Linked DNA regions of Sus scrofa: region 2 is linked to region 1. The links are chromatin contacts, called in public HiChIP or PLAC-seq maps. All regions are on one chromosome and are shown on one strand. Each heading gives the region's core, a stretch centred on a gene start, on an enhancer-like site or on the middle of the called end of the contact. The rest is flanking DNA. Distances are from core to core; before and after follow the strand shown. Region 1 overlaps HDAC4 (histone deacetylase 4). Region 2 overlaps HDAC4 (histone deacetylase 4).

The links. HiChIP or PLAC-seq counts read pairs in DNA pulled down with a chosen protein or histone mark.
Region 2: a contact with region 1 is called in an H3K27ac HiChIP or PLAC-seq map of alveolar macrophages. The contact joins two enhancer-like sites.

Annotation. Positions count from the first base shown.
Region 1 is chr15:138,507,408-138,510,684 of Sscrofa11.1, reverse strand. All of the region lies in intron 3 of HDAC4 (histone deacetylase 4), which reads left to right. Among named protein-coding and RNA genes, the nearest start is that of HDAC4, 150 kb to the left of the region's middle. Within about 2 kb of position 1,569, at least 14 of the 83 cell types and tissues checked have an H3K27ac peak or open chromatin away from gene starts, as enhancers often do. A contact at or near this core is called in alveolar macrophages, where this site is marked.
Region 2 is chr15:138,638,678-138,641,954 of Sscrofa11.1, reverse strand. The region is part of intron 1 of HDAC4 (histone deacetylase 4); the gene reads left to right. Among named protein-coding and RNA genes, the nearest start is that of HDAC4, 17 kb to the left of the region's middle. Within about 2 kb of position 1,529, at least 19 of the 83 cell types and tissues checked have an H3K27ac peak or open chromatin away from gene starts, as enhancers often do. A contact at or near this core is called in alveolar macrophages, where this site is marked.

The sequences.
Region 1 (3,277 bases), core at 320-2,819:
AGGTGCAGACTCCGAAATCCGCTTGTTAAATCAAGCCGGGCGGCGGTAGCACGTTGTGTGCGGAGTTAGAAGGTGCCAGAAGGTGACAAACGCTGTGGAGAAATAAAAGCGATGGAGGCAGACACATGCTTGAGGGCGGTTTTCCGTGGTTCTGAGAAACGTGGTCCAGGAGGGCCTTGCCGTCCAAGGAAGGCGTCGGCCCCCTCGCTCCTCCTACCGAGGGGGCTTCCAGGCGCTGGCCCCCACCCTTGGCCCTCAGGGCACATTATCTATGAATCAAAGATCCCCGTGTTTGTGGGGCGCATGTTACAGTGGGGGAGCAGCGGACGGCTGGGAACGCAGGGAGCGAAATGCTTGGTGGGGGCGCGGGCGGGCTCGGCAGTGAGGACCCCGGTCGTGGCCGGGGCGGGGCCCTGGTGGAAGCAAACGCCTGCTCTAGAAGGAGCAGGGAGGACCGTGGGGGGATGGGAGCCCCAGGCCCAGCCCGGAGAGGAATCGGGGCCCGAGGAGGAGAAGCGGGCTGCGCTGGGGCACCCGCCGTGTTTTCCACCCAGTCCTGCTTGCTGTGCCGAGGGTTCCCAACCCGGAGCCCCCACTGTGCTCGTGAGGTGAGCGTGTGCCGCGTAGAAGCGGCTGCTCCCGGCCTTCATCCAGCAGGAGCGCTCAGCCTCCCACACCTGCCGCTGCTGGCAGAAGAGTGGCAGTAGGACAGTAACGAGTAGCAGGCCAGCCTGCCGGCCCGCCAGCCTGCAGCCCTCCGTGGTGGGGACCTCCGGCTTCGAGAGCCAGAGGCATTTTCCCACGTGCCTTAAGTGGTTGAATTACTGACCAGCATCCCCGGCGTTCCTCCTGGACCCTAAAGTCTGAACCGGACCTCCTTGCTCCCCTCGACACAAGCTCAAGTCCCACGTGTCCAGCTCCCGTTGGACGGCCTTCTGCAGCTCCCCCCCACCATGGCCCACGCGCCCTGGAAGGACGCTGCAGTCCTTGATGGGCCTTTGAGCCCCAGCCAGAGCACCCTGGTTTCCAGAAAGCACGGGGGGGTGCGGGGGAGGGGGGCATGGCTGCCCAGAGGGGCGGCCTCCATCGCTGCCCCTGCCCTGTGCCAAGGGAGGCCCGTCACCCTGAGAAACGCAGCCCAGCCCTAGGCCGCCCTCTGCTGCCTGCTCCTCTTCTTCCTCCGAGTGGACGAAACAGCTTCTATTTTTAAATGTTTCAACCGTTGCTCTTAAGTAATATTGGTTCCTACTGCAGGCCAGCTGTTGGGTGAAATACGCACCCAAACGTTTGCAGGTTGCTGAGAAGGAAATTCTGAAATGCTTTCTTCCCCGTGTTATGTAAACGTGACCTTAGGTAAGCGAGAGGCCGAGGACAGTTGCACAGGAGCTGGGTGGCCTTCCTAGACCACGGGGACTGTCTTCAGTGTTCAGACAGAGTGTTTTCACCCACGGGCTTCAGCGCAAGCAAAATGGCTTTTGGAGAGTGACTCGTGATTTATGCTGGTGTGAGCAGAGCCCTGGCCCACGGTGTGGGCGGGGGCAGAGGTGGGGGCAGGTGTTCCAGGGGTGTGGCCAGATTGAATCCAGGAGTCAGCGGTGGCCGCCCGAGTGACCTGGGCAAGAGCCAGACCTCTCCCACTGGCCTCCCCATCCCCAGTGTCCTGTCCTAGGGCTGTGACCACTGGGGTCACAGCAGGGGGCCGTGGGGACTAAACATGACGATAGAAGGAAGGCTCTTGCAACAAGTGCCCGGCGACAAAACACTGGGTTTTGTTATCATTGCTGTTTTATTGCCATTGCACTGTAATTGTGCGACCTTGGCGGTCCTGTCTGGGAACACCTGTTTATAAAGTTCAGGCAGCATCTCAGAGGGGTCGCCCTGTCTGCGCTTTTCCCGGGGGGCACGTTTGTCCTTGGTGGCTGCCCTTCTCTGTGAGAGCTCAGAGCACCTGTCCCCGTTTTTTGCACCAGGCAGGCCTGGTTCCATGTCTCGTTTCCCGGAAGCACATCAGTGCAGCGGTCGAAAGCCAAGTTCCCAACGGCACGCCAGGTTTTTATTTACAGCTCTTGCAAATATTTCCAAAAGACAGTTTCCCTTCTTGGGGGGACACGGAAGGATTTAGAAACTTTCAAAGGATTTTCTAGAGCGCATCCGGGGGACCTTAGGAAATGGGGGAGGGATCGAACCCTTTTTCTTCTTCGTGACGTCACAGCACAGGAGTGCAGGAGGCTGTGCTCGCCCAGATTGCATTGAAATAACATGGAATAGTAGTGACTCGGGCTTCAGGAAGGCCAGGAAACTGCAGTGCGATGGTGGATATGTTTCTGAACCAGGATTCCGTGTGGCCGGGTGGCGTCCTCCAGAGCCGCCCAGGACAGGCGGGGTCCTGGGACCGAGGGCTGCCCTTGTAGTGCCACGTGGGCATCTAAGCCACCTGGTTTTCTGTAGCCTCAGATTAGGAGCGCTTTCTGCCTTGTGGACATGGTGTATTCTTCCGGAGACAAAGCCATCGCAGCCTCTGTAGAGGAGAGCTCTGTCTCTTCCAGGTTCTCGGAAGTCAGTCGCTTCGGCTCATCAGTTCAGAGGACCTTTGAAAAACAGCCTCAGGAGAGGGTCAAGCCAGGCTGATGGGCTCTCCAGCAAGGAAGAGTCGGGCTGCAGGGAGCTTGTCGAGCTTATCGTGCCGTGGGCGCCGTCCTGACTGGGTGGAAAGAGTGAGTCTGCTGCGTGGAATTGTCCCAGACCCTTCGCTCGGGCCACCCCAGACGCAGCTGGAGGCGAACCTGCTTGCGGGGTGCTTGGCACTGCTGGCTGCTATCGTTGCAACGACCCTGGAACCATATGCATGTTTTACTTCGTGGTATTCGTGAGAAAACTCTGTTTCTTTAAAAAACGACTCATTGCTACCCGTCTTTTACCCGTTTGACGTTAAAATACTTTATTCCATGCAGTTGCCGAAACAACGGCGGTTAATCGAGGAAGCAAAATGTGGGTCGTTGTTAAAGCTGGGTACCCGGGCATTCGCGGTGCCCCTCTCTGATTTGGGGTGTCTTTGAAGCTTTCTGTAACGAAAGGGTTGGTGTGGGTTTTTGTAATGCTGCAGACTGGCTCCTGAAACCCTCTTTCAACGGTCGTCTCCACATTTCTGCCCTGCCCCTAAAAGCCCACGTAAACTTTTCCACGTTGCAAGCTTTAGCGAGTCTACGGATTGTGTTTTCTGAGTCAGTAATTCCTTTAATTTGTTTAATCTCTATTATCTTCCTCCTCTTTTTCTTGA
Region 2 (3,277 bases), core at 280-2,779, 130 kb before region 1:
ATTAAGGGGACAAAATTGGGAGAATAGATCAGCAGTACAAATAAGCAGTTCCTGTAATTGGGAAAAATACTAATGATTTAATTTGCATATGTGGCTGAAGCATTTTTTTTATGACTGTCTTGATAATAAAAGACAGGCTGAGTATCACAAATGCAAGCAAATAAAGAAATCCATTAATTCTCCTATTCATTTTCTGAAAAAATGGTATTCCCGGCTTTTGCAGTGACAGTTTAATAATTAGGGTGCCTAATTTTAATCTGTTACGTGGGTGCGTGCCCTCCTAGCTTGGGAAACCAGCTACTGTTGGTGTGATTCTGGGCGGTGAGTACAGAGATCCGGGGGACCTCGGGTGAGATGGGAGCCTGGCGCCCGTGGGGCTGTGTGAGCCTCGTGCCACTGTCACTCTGCCCGCGGGGGGGAGGCCTGAGCCGCTCGGGAGCTGCCAGCCGCAGGGCGTCGTGTGTGTGTGTTGATGGCCCCGGTGGCGGCTTCGGAGGGGCGCGCGCTGGAGGCCACTTCAGGGTGCTGGCCCCACGGCGATTTGTCATGAACCACTGCCACGGGTGAGAGACCCTCGCGTCCACCGTGGCGGGAATACTGGCGTTTTCTTAAGTGTTGGAGGCAACGGCACCCCATTTGGATCAAGGAGGATTTGGTTGCACCGCACAGTCAAGTCACTTAAATCGTAATTTCGAAACCCCTGGGGGACAAGGCACGGCCGTCAGCTCCCACGCTGGGGTGAGGGCGGGAAGGCAGCTTTCAGTTACGTGTTTTGCACGTGAACAAAATGTAGTTTTATTCTCTCCTTTCCCTTTCTTTGCCCCTTTCTTTCCAATTTGAAAAATGGGTTTCGAGTCTCCAGAAGTTCCGTTTTCCCCGTTCGAGCGTGTCTTGCGTGCAGATGTAGTTAGAGATGACAAAGAGGCACGTTTGTGTTGTGGTGACTACATGAAAAGAAAGGATATTGCTGAGTGGTACATTGCGTCTTTAGAATATGCTGAAATGAAGTGCGAGGGTCATTTGTCTCCTGCAGCTCAGCTGGCGGCGCGTTTTCCTGTAGTGATTGAAGAAGGCCGTCGAGGAAGGCAGGGCCCCTGCGCGGATTCCTAGGATCTGCTTCCCTCGTCGTAACGTTGGCATGCGTGCACGTGTTCAGGTGACAGCTCAGCTGCCACAGTGTGTTTAATGACGTGTGTGCTGGGCAGGCGTGCTTTCCGTCGCTTGCCGTCGTTTTCTCAGGGTATCCGGACACAAACATTTGTTTGCTCCGATGCACCCTGGAGATGCCACCGAATGGTGCCCTTCGCTGAGCGGTAAGTAGCTGCTCTGCGCGGGGACGTTGAGATTTGGTGCCCTTCCTTCGTCCTGAAGCGCTGTTGCCAGGCTCAGTGGAGAACGACAGCAGGTTTCCGTGGAGCTGGGCACGAAGAAGGGCAATAATCCGTGCCGTGAAGAGCCTGGGCCGTGCACGGGGCGTGTGTGTGTGTCTGAGACAGGAAGGAAGGGCGGGGCGCAGTCGGTGAGAACGGGGCACGACGCAAGCGGGGCAGAGCTCCCTAGGCCAGGACGGCGGGAGGCTCGCCTCCCAGTGGACCCTGAGGCTCATAATCCACTCTCTGCGATACGTTCGCATGGAAGCGACATGCCCACAGGTGCCACGCCAGTTCCCAGGCCGCCCTAAAATGTCAGAGGGGGGCGGGGTCCTGATTCCCGGACATCCCACCCCCTCCAGGACAGGCTGTTCCTCCTACTCTTCGCCTGTGAAATTACCCCGCCCATAAAAACCATCCCCCCCCAGGGCTGCTCTCCTTTTCCCAGAGACCCCGTGCCCTGGGGCTGCCTCTCGCCTCTGGGATGGCCCAAGCTCTGTCTAAAGAAGCTACTTTCACTTCACTTGCTCTTTTTTTTTGGCTGTGCCTGCGTGTAGAGAAGTTCCGGGGTCAGGGATTAAACACCGGCCACAGCAGGGACCTGAGCCGCTACCGGATCCTGAACCTGCTGTGCCCCAAGGGAACTCCGCCATGGCGTGCTCCCAACTTCTTTCCAGTGTGAAGCCAAGGACTGTCACTTGGCAGCGTGTCCCAGGGACACAGGCCAGACCTGGGACAGGACCGTCCTCTAGCACCCAATTTTTTTTTTTCCTGCACAGCCTTTTCTGGCGACCTTGAAGGGACCTCAAAGGACACAATCTCAACCCGCCCATCGGGCCAGGGCTCCCCTGGTAGAGGGTGGCCGGAGCTCTTCCCAAGCCACGTGGATTCAAGTAGCCCCTCAGGTGCTGGCTGACACTGTCTGTGGGATCTGGCAGCGCCCACTGAGGCCAAGGCCCTTCTCCCCTCAGTCGTCCTCATCCCCCCTCCCTTGATCTCTTTGGCCCGAGAAGACCCACCGAGAGGACCCCCCGACACCCAGATTCCTCTGGGTGTCACGCCGCAGGTAATCGGCAGCTTGCTTGGGTGAGTCCCCCTGTGGCTCCTGGGGCCCTTCCCCTTCCCGCTTGATAGCAGCCCCAGTCCGGTTCTGGGACACTGGGGCGGGGGCCCACACGGGGGCCTCCCTGAGGCCTCCCCTAGGTGGGCCGCCCAGCCCTCCCCAAGTGCTCTCGGGGCCCGTGGCCTCACTGCACCCCGAGTGGAAGTTGTGGGCGAGCATGTCCTCGCGGGGCTCGAGGGCGGACTCTGCCCACCCCTGAGCAGAGGCCGCGGCCAGAGGCTCTGCTCCGTGGGCTCGCGGCCCTCTGGCCCGGGGCAGGCTGTGCCCCTCCCTCCTCCCCCGGTGGCTCCACATCCTCCTCTCTGGCACTGCCTGCTGGCCCTCGAGCCCCCTGCTGGCTCTGCCGGCCCGTCAGATGTTGCCTCTCACTTCTGGGAAGAGGCAGCCTCCTCCACAGCGCGGGGACCACGTCCTGAGAAGCTCTGCCCTGTGTCATTGTCACTGCCTAGTGCCCCCCACCCCCAGCCCCCGAGAATCTTTTTAGTTGACTCAGGGCCCTGGGCTCCCCGTCCCTCTCTGGAGGGTCAGGCCCCGGGTCTCCAGGGCTTCTTCTCCCCCTGGCCCTTCTCCTCCTTGGTTCATCAGGCAGATTTCCCAACAGACAGGTGTCGGGTGCCCACAGGGTCCCCACTGGTGCCTTTGCCAAACAGACCCTTCCTCGTGGCAGGATGGCCGCGAGGCCAGCTTTCCGTGCTTGATGAAACACCTCTTCTGCCGAATCCCCGCAGGAGCCGGGCAGTCACAGACCAGGCCCGTTACACCGCCTCCTAAACGGTCATCAGGA